2 separate regions of the Pan troglodytes genome follow, and region 2 is linked to region 1. The links are chromatin contacts, called in public HiChIP or PLAC-seq maps. All regions are on one chromosome and are shown on one strand. The core of a region is the stretch at or near the end of the contact, and the rest is flanking DNA. Distances in the headings are between cores, read along the strand shown. Region 1 holds the start of LOC112204050. Region 2 holds the start of CD164 (CD164 molecule).

Region 1 (3,384 bases), core at 428-2,927:
TCACAGTGCTGGGATTACAGGCGTAAGACACAGTGCTCAGCCCCAAATGGGAAATGGATCCATCTATATCAATATGGAGAACACTCCCAATAAACCTACCAGGAAAAAAAAAATTCACCTAATTCTTTAAGTAAACAATCTACAGCAAAAGTAACAACAAGCTCTGGCCCAGACATTATTTTAAGGCTTAAATTTATAATTTTTCTATGTCTAATTCTCCTTACAGGAAAAAAAAAACAAAAACGAATTGAAAGACAAAGTTACATGAAAACAAGTAGATGGAATATGAAGAAAAAGGCTGAGGCATTGAGAAGGTCTATTTAATTACCAAGAAGTAAATTTATTTTCAGATGAGTGACAGTCAATATTATTTTTATTTATCCTCATCTCACTTTAATTAAAAGGTGCAATGGCACGCATAGTTTTTTAAAAATCTCACAGTTGCTATTATGCCTTAGTGAAGGTTGTCTTGTCATATGTCTGAGTGTCAGCTTATACTTATCTACACGTCACCTACAATTAAATGTTCTCAGTAGATAAAGCTTTAGTTACAGCTGAATATTGTTCCAGGAAACCCCATTAGGAGTTTCATTATTTACTCTACACCAATAATGGCAGCTGTTGCATTTCTGTCCACAATGTACTCCTTCCATTGTGCATAACCAACTGGCCTCTTCCCCCCTTAGATTGATTTCTCACATTACAAGTACAATTTTTATTTAATTTTTGATCTCTTATCATGGATAAGAATACACATTTAGGCTGGGCGCAGTGGCTCATGCCTGTAATCCCAGCACTTTGGGAGGCTGAGGTGGGCGGATCACCTGAGGTCAGGAGATCCAGACCATCCTGGCTAACACGGTGAAACCCCATCTCTACTAAAAATACAAAAATTAGCTGGGTGTAGTGGCAGGTGCCTGTAATTCCAGCTACTCGGGAGGCTGAGGCAGGAGAATAGCTTGAACCTGAGAGGTGGAGGTTGCAGTGAGCTGAGATCGTGCCACTGCACTCTAGCCTGGGTGACACAGCGAGACTCCATGCCCACCAAAAAAAAAAAAAAAGAATATACATTTATAGTTAAAATTACACTTTTAAAGTAAGAAAAGCTCTCACATCTACCGGCAGGTATAGAAAAAAAGGAATAAAGTAAGAAAGCTACCAAAAAAGCTCAAAAATAATTTTCAAGTACATTATCTACATTATCCCAGCCAGTTAACTTACTATGTACTAAGTATCTCCCACTTTAATCTTACATTGTTGAAAACTGAACATTTCCCTCTGACCCTCCTGTCTTTATCTACAACCTAATAAAAATGGCTGGGTTGCCAATGATCCACCCAAGTACAGTTAATTCAGGATTCCAACTCCCATTTCCAGTATCAGAATATAGTCACAATACCTGCTGCTTCAAACACTGGAACTTTCTGGCTTCAGTTTCATCAAAATTGAGACCTGCCTTGGCTAGAAAATTCCAATTCCATTATTTCAATTTCTAATTACATAAAAACCAAACAAATCTGTTTTTTACTTAAGTGAACAAAATCCATGAAATCATACCAAGTTTCTGCTAGACAGAGCACAGCTGTGAGGTTGCTACAGCAACTCTTGTACACTGACCATAGACTGACTGCTCCATCCAGGAAAGAAATCTTTTGCTCCACCCCCTGAGGAGTCAAAGGCTCTGGCAAGCAGGCAGTCTGTGAGTTCAGTAGCTGTGATGAAGCAACAAGACACCATTCTTCATTGTCTCTCAATAATAAATGTCACCTCAACAACCACACCATACTCCAAACCTATTTGCTGTGTGTGGTTACATGTTTCAGCACAATGATAGGACTGTGTTCTTTACCCCCTCCCATTAGAAACCTGGGCTAGGAAAGATGACAAAGCCATTTCCCTTCAGGCACACAGAAAGAGATAAAAACCAAAATAAGTGAGAATATTCCCACTTTTACCAATAATATATTTAGGTGTTTGCTTTTAGAACATGTGTTCTACATTTTTTTTTTTTGCCACTCAGATTCAAAAAATATTTATTGAGTGTTTAATAAGTGTCAACTCTTCTGCTGGGTGCTTTCCCATGTTATTTCATTAACTTCTCACAACAAATTAGTATAGTCCTGTGAGGGAGATATTAGTATAATCCTCACTTTACAGATGAGAAACTGAGGCTCCAGAAAGTTATCTGACTTGTCCAAGCTATTAAATGGTAGAGTCCCAGAATTTGAAACCAAGTTTCCTAGCTCTGAAGTTGTGGTTTTTTCTACTACAATGGACTAATTTTTAAGAAAATTCTCAGTTGAAATATTCCATGTTCCTAAAATGGTTTTAATTTTTTTTTTTTTTGAGACAGAGTCTTGCTGTGTCACCAGGCTGGAGTACAGTGGTGAGATCTCAGCTCACTGCAACCTCCATCTCCCAGGTTCAAGCGATTCCCCTGCCTCAGTCTCCCAAGTAGCTGGGATTACAGGCATGCGCCACCACACCCGGCTAATTTTTGTAATTTAGTAGAGACAGGGTTTCACATGTTGGCCAGGATGGTCTCAATCTCCTGACCTCGTGATCTGCCTGCCTCGGCCTCCCAAAGTGCTGGGATTATAGGTGTGAGCCACCGAGCCTGGACGGTTTTTAAATTTTTAATGATAATTTTTAAAGCAATACCTTTTCACAAGTAATGAATTATTAATAACTAAATATATTCAGCCACCTTCCTAAATGTATAGAAAACAAAGGCACAGAACTATAGGTCTGCATTATGGTCCTGGTGGATAGCAGAAAGCTAAAAAGTTTAGCAAAAAGCTAAGCTTAAACTATAAAACTCATATCCTCAAGGAGGAAAGGCAAAGTAGAAAAACAGGTAAGGTGATGCAACTGAGTTTAGATCAAACACCCTATGGAACATCTCCAGGGCTGAGAAGCTAAGGGTGTGAATGAGTGGGAGTGAAAGCTGGCAAAGGGCACATGCACTATTTACAACAGGAGGAAATTTTGATCTCTGCCATTAACTACTTTCAAGGACAATTTCAAGCATCAATGTGCCCATCTTCAGTCACTTCCCCACTTCCAGGTATGGAAGGTATTCTAACATGGTATCTCTCCTCACCATTAGAATGAATTATAGTTCTCTTCCTCCCCAAAAGATCCATAATTACCAACTTTTTCCTACACAAGCTTCTTGGGAATTTCCTAGGAAAACAGAAAAACTGTCTTTTAAAAATTGCTCTCCTTAGCTTCCCAAGATCCTGACCTAAAAATTCTTTCACATCTATAGCTTAAACATTCCATCAGCTGTGGGTTCAAAGAATTCAGTAAATATGTACTTCCAACTCTGTCCCTTAGGAATCACCATCTCTTAAACTGCTACCCTATATTTGAGCTCCTCCA
Region 2 (3,384 bases), core at 477-2,976, 220 kb before region 1:
CAACCTCCCAAGTAGCTGTGATTACAGGTGCTTGCCACTACGCCGGGCTCCTCCTGTGCTTTTTAATGCAGCTAATTTTTGGCAAGGGTGGACAACTGACTGAAATAAGCCAGTTTGTTCATTTATTCATTTTTTTAAAATTAAGTGCAGGGAATAAACTGGTGAGCACTATTTCTCAGTTAATCTAGTGAGAAAGACAACTGCTATATAATGCAGTATATGCTTTGTTATGGGCAAGTCCAGGGTGCACAGAGCAGGAACACCTTTTATAGTCTGGGAGTGGGGAGAAAGGGGTAGTTGAATATTTTAAGGATAGCTTAAGATGGGAGTGACAGCTTAGCTGAGAGACCTGAAAGAAGTAGGAGTTGGTCAGATGCCAGAAGGGAATAACAATATTCTAGGCAGAAGAAATAGCATGGATGAAGATCCACATGCAAAAGAAAACATGACCAGTTAGGAGAACTGGAAGTTCAGGGAGCTCTAGTGTAGACTGCATGGATGGAGTCAGAGCAGAGAGTAGGTAACAGACAGGTTGGGAAGGCATGGTACTGAGTCAAGTTATCTCTTCCAAGAGCTATATAACTGGAATACTGGGCAATGGAGATGATTGGCTGTGGCTCTATAGATCTGGCAATGTCCTGTAGGGTTGAAGCCTGAAACGAAGTCCTAGCAAACCAGCTCCACGTGCTAGGGATTCCTCCTTTTAAGTTCAAGTCTCCCTTGGCCCTCACACACTTGATTTCCCACCCCTGAATGCCTATAAGATTTACTGTCATATTCTTACAGTGAATGGATTCCCTTTAACATAAGCTAGTACAAGGGGGTTTGTACTTCTTGCTATCAAGTAGTGGAGGCAAAACTCTGATTATTAAGGGGCCACTGGATGTTAGTTATAGCTAGAAGGCAGGGTCCTGTTTGGAGTGTTGATCTGTTTATTTGGGGAAAGGTGCTGACACAAGGCTGAAGCATTGTTTAAAAATCTGCTGTTTAAAAAACTTAGAGGGAGCTTATACTGCTAGAAGATTCACAAGCGCAGAAGCACTCTGTCTTGCTGCTTTCAAGAAAATAAATGGTTAAGAAGGTCGCTCTAACAACCAATCGACAATCTAATTGCAAGCAATGTGTCTAAGAGGAAATAACCTGAGTGATGGCTGACCTTGCACACAGAAGAACTCTCTGAGGGTGCCTTTCAATTGTGATTTTATCCCCAGGAGACATTTAACAATATTGGGAGATATTTTTGGTTGTCACAACTGAAAGGTGGGGTGCTTCTGGTATCTAGTGTGTAGAGGCTAGGAATACTGCCGAATATCCAACAATGCACAGGACAAGCAAGAATGAGTCAGCCTGAAATCTTGATAGCGCCAAGATTGAGAAACCCTGCTTTATGACAACAATAAACAGAAGCTTACTGTCAGGAACTGAAAAAAAAAAAGCTGTCTCTCTGAAATGGTGAAAATGACTTTGGAACTCCCTTGATCTACCTCTACAGTTGCCATGCAAAATAAAATAAACCAATGGTTTTCTAGTCTTAAAACAAGAGCGTGAAATGTCCCTTTATCAGGACTGAGGAATATCTGAGGACTAGAGTTAAACATCCAGGTGACAAATTGTTAAACAATGGTCTGCACAGAGGAGTGTGTTTATCCTAGGGTGGAAAGAAGATAACACACCAAGCTCTGAGAACAGAGCTTCTATTTACATTTTTTTTTTTTTTTTGAGACGAGTCTCGCTCTGTTCCCCAAGCTGGAGTGCAGTGGTGTGATCTCGGCTCACTGCAACCTCCGCCTCCCGGATACAAGCGATCCTCCTGCCTCAGCCCTGCTAGTAGCTGGGATTACAGGCACGTGCCACCATGCCCGGCTAATTTTTGTATTTTTAGGAGAGACGCGGTTTACACCATGTTGGCCAAGCTGGTCTCAAACTCCGGACCTCAGGTGATCCACCCGCCTTGGCCTCCCAAAGTGCTGGCATTACAGGCGTGAGCCACCGCGTCCGGCCCCTATTTACATTCTTAACCTTAAAAAAAAATTAAAGTTGCCTTGCGCTTTCTTTTGGTCTGGGTGCCAGATAGTCAAGTGTTAAATATAGAGAGAGGCCTCCTGAGAGAAGAGCAGACACTTCTTTGAAGGGCTTATGGTGGGAGCTCACTTCCCTGACAGCATTCTCATGCTTCTGGGCTGGATCAGTCAAAACTATCAGCTTTTTGTTTACATCCAAGCAACACTACTCCAACTAGCGTAGTCATTGGAACAAATGTTCATAGTCCTGAGGGTACAGAAGGACGACACTGAAAAGATCCCAAGGGGAAATAAAATCTTTCTATTTGAGCAAAAAGGTAAAAGCACTATGTAGTCATCTTTTTTGGCACATCAAAAAAGTCATCGTGGCACATCAAAACAGACCTCACGAAAACAATTAATATTCCTATATTATTAGGATAACTTTGCATAATTAAAATTACATAAGTGTACAACAGCTGAAAACACAGCATTAAATACAACTTTTAAAGTCTAATTTTTACCATGTGATAACCGTATCAAATTTTGCGAATATTTTGTGAGACTTGGCAGTAGATGGCGCTCACCTTTACTAAAAGTCTGAGCAGCGCCTTAACACTAACAGGAACTTAAGAATCCAGCTCTGATGTCAGGCAATCCCGTGTCCAGGTCAGGTCACTTTTCTAAGTCTCAGTTTCCTCACTGGTAATGTGGCGGTGGGGGCCGCCCCAATGGCCTGGCAACTCAGACCGCTTTTGATTCTCTGACTACAGTGGTGGAGTTGAGACAGGTCTGCTGCTGCAACCGCCGTCTGAAATAGCAATCCGGAAAAGTCAGGTTGGGAAAGTGACAGAGTAGACGCCCTGCGGCTCTGATCCGGGCGGCGCCTCAGCTGCCCACACTATGTGGGCGGCAACGCACAAACTCCTTAACCACGTGGTGCCTCCATTCCCCTAGGGAGTCCCATCACAGGATAACTTCTAGCAAAATCAATCTTCAAGAAAAAAAGAAGGGGTCCTGCCGAAGACATAAGGAAGCTCCCTGGGGATCCCGCAGCACAGCACAAACTTAGTTCTTGAGAGCCGCACAAAACCAACTTCCGCCCCAGCGGAGTTGCGTCCGGAAGGCGCGGCCCCGGAGGTCACGTGGGCCCGCGGAATTACGGCCTGGCGGGGCGCTCAGGTGGAAGCAGTAGGCCACATCATGTCGACTGTTCCATGCAAGTTAGGGTGGGGGCCGTCCCTATCGCAGGCATGAGACAAGTCCAGCTGCGTCGTGTCTGGTAATCTGAGGGCAAGAAGAACGATTTGCAGAAGCCCCCAGTTTTCTTGGCTGTGGCACAGTCGCTTTGAGGGCCAGGTTCCTTCGGCTTCCTCCCGACTCC

The links. HiChIP or PLAC-seq counts read pairs in DNA pulled down with a chosen protein or histone mark.
Region 2: a contact with region 1 is called in an H3K4me3 HiChIP or PLAC-seq map of stem cell-derived excitatory neurons, with 4 times the contacts expected there. The contact joins the promoter of CD164 here to the promoter of LOC112204050 in region 1. A contact is called at or near these places in 1 of 7 Hi-C or Micro-C datasets (a lymphoblastoid cell line) and 1 of 1 datasets of contacts at active chromatin or transcription factors (stem cell-derived excitatory neurons).

What each region holds. Positions count from the first base shown.
Region 1 is chr5:121,079,702-121,083,085 of NHGRI_mPanTro3-v2.0_pri, reverse strand. LOC112204050 reads right to left here and starts at 1,677. Exons shown (of 47, transcript XM_054686851.2): 1 at 1,558-1,677.
Region 2 is chr5:121,299,677-121,303,060 of NHGRI_mPanTro3-v2.0_pri, reverse strand. It overlaps CD164 (CD164 molecule), which reads left to right and starts at 1,726. Exons shown (of 5, transcript XM_009451804.3): 1 at 1,726-3,384.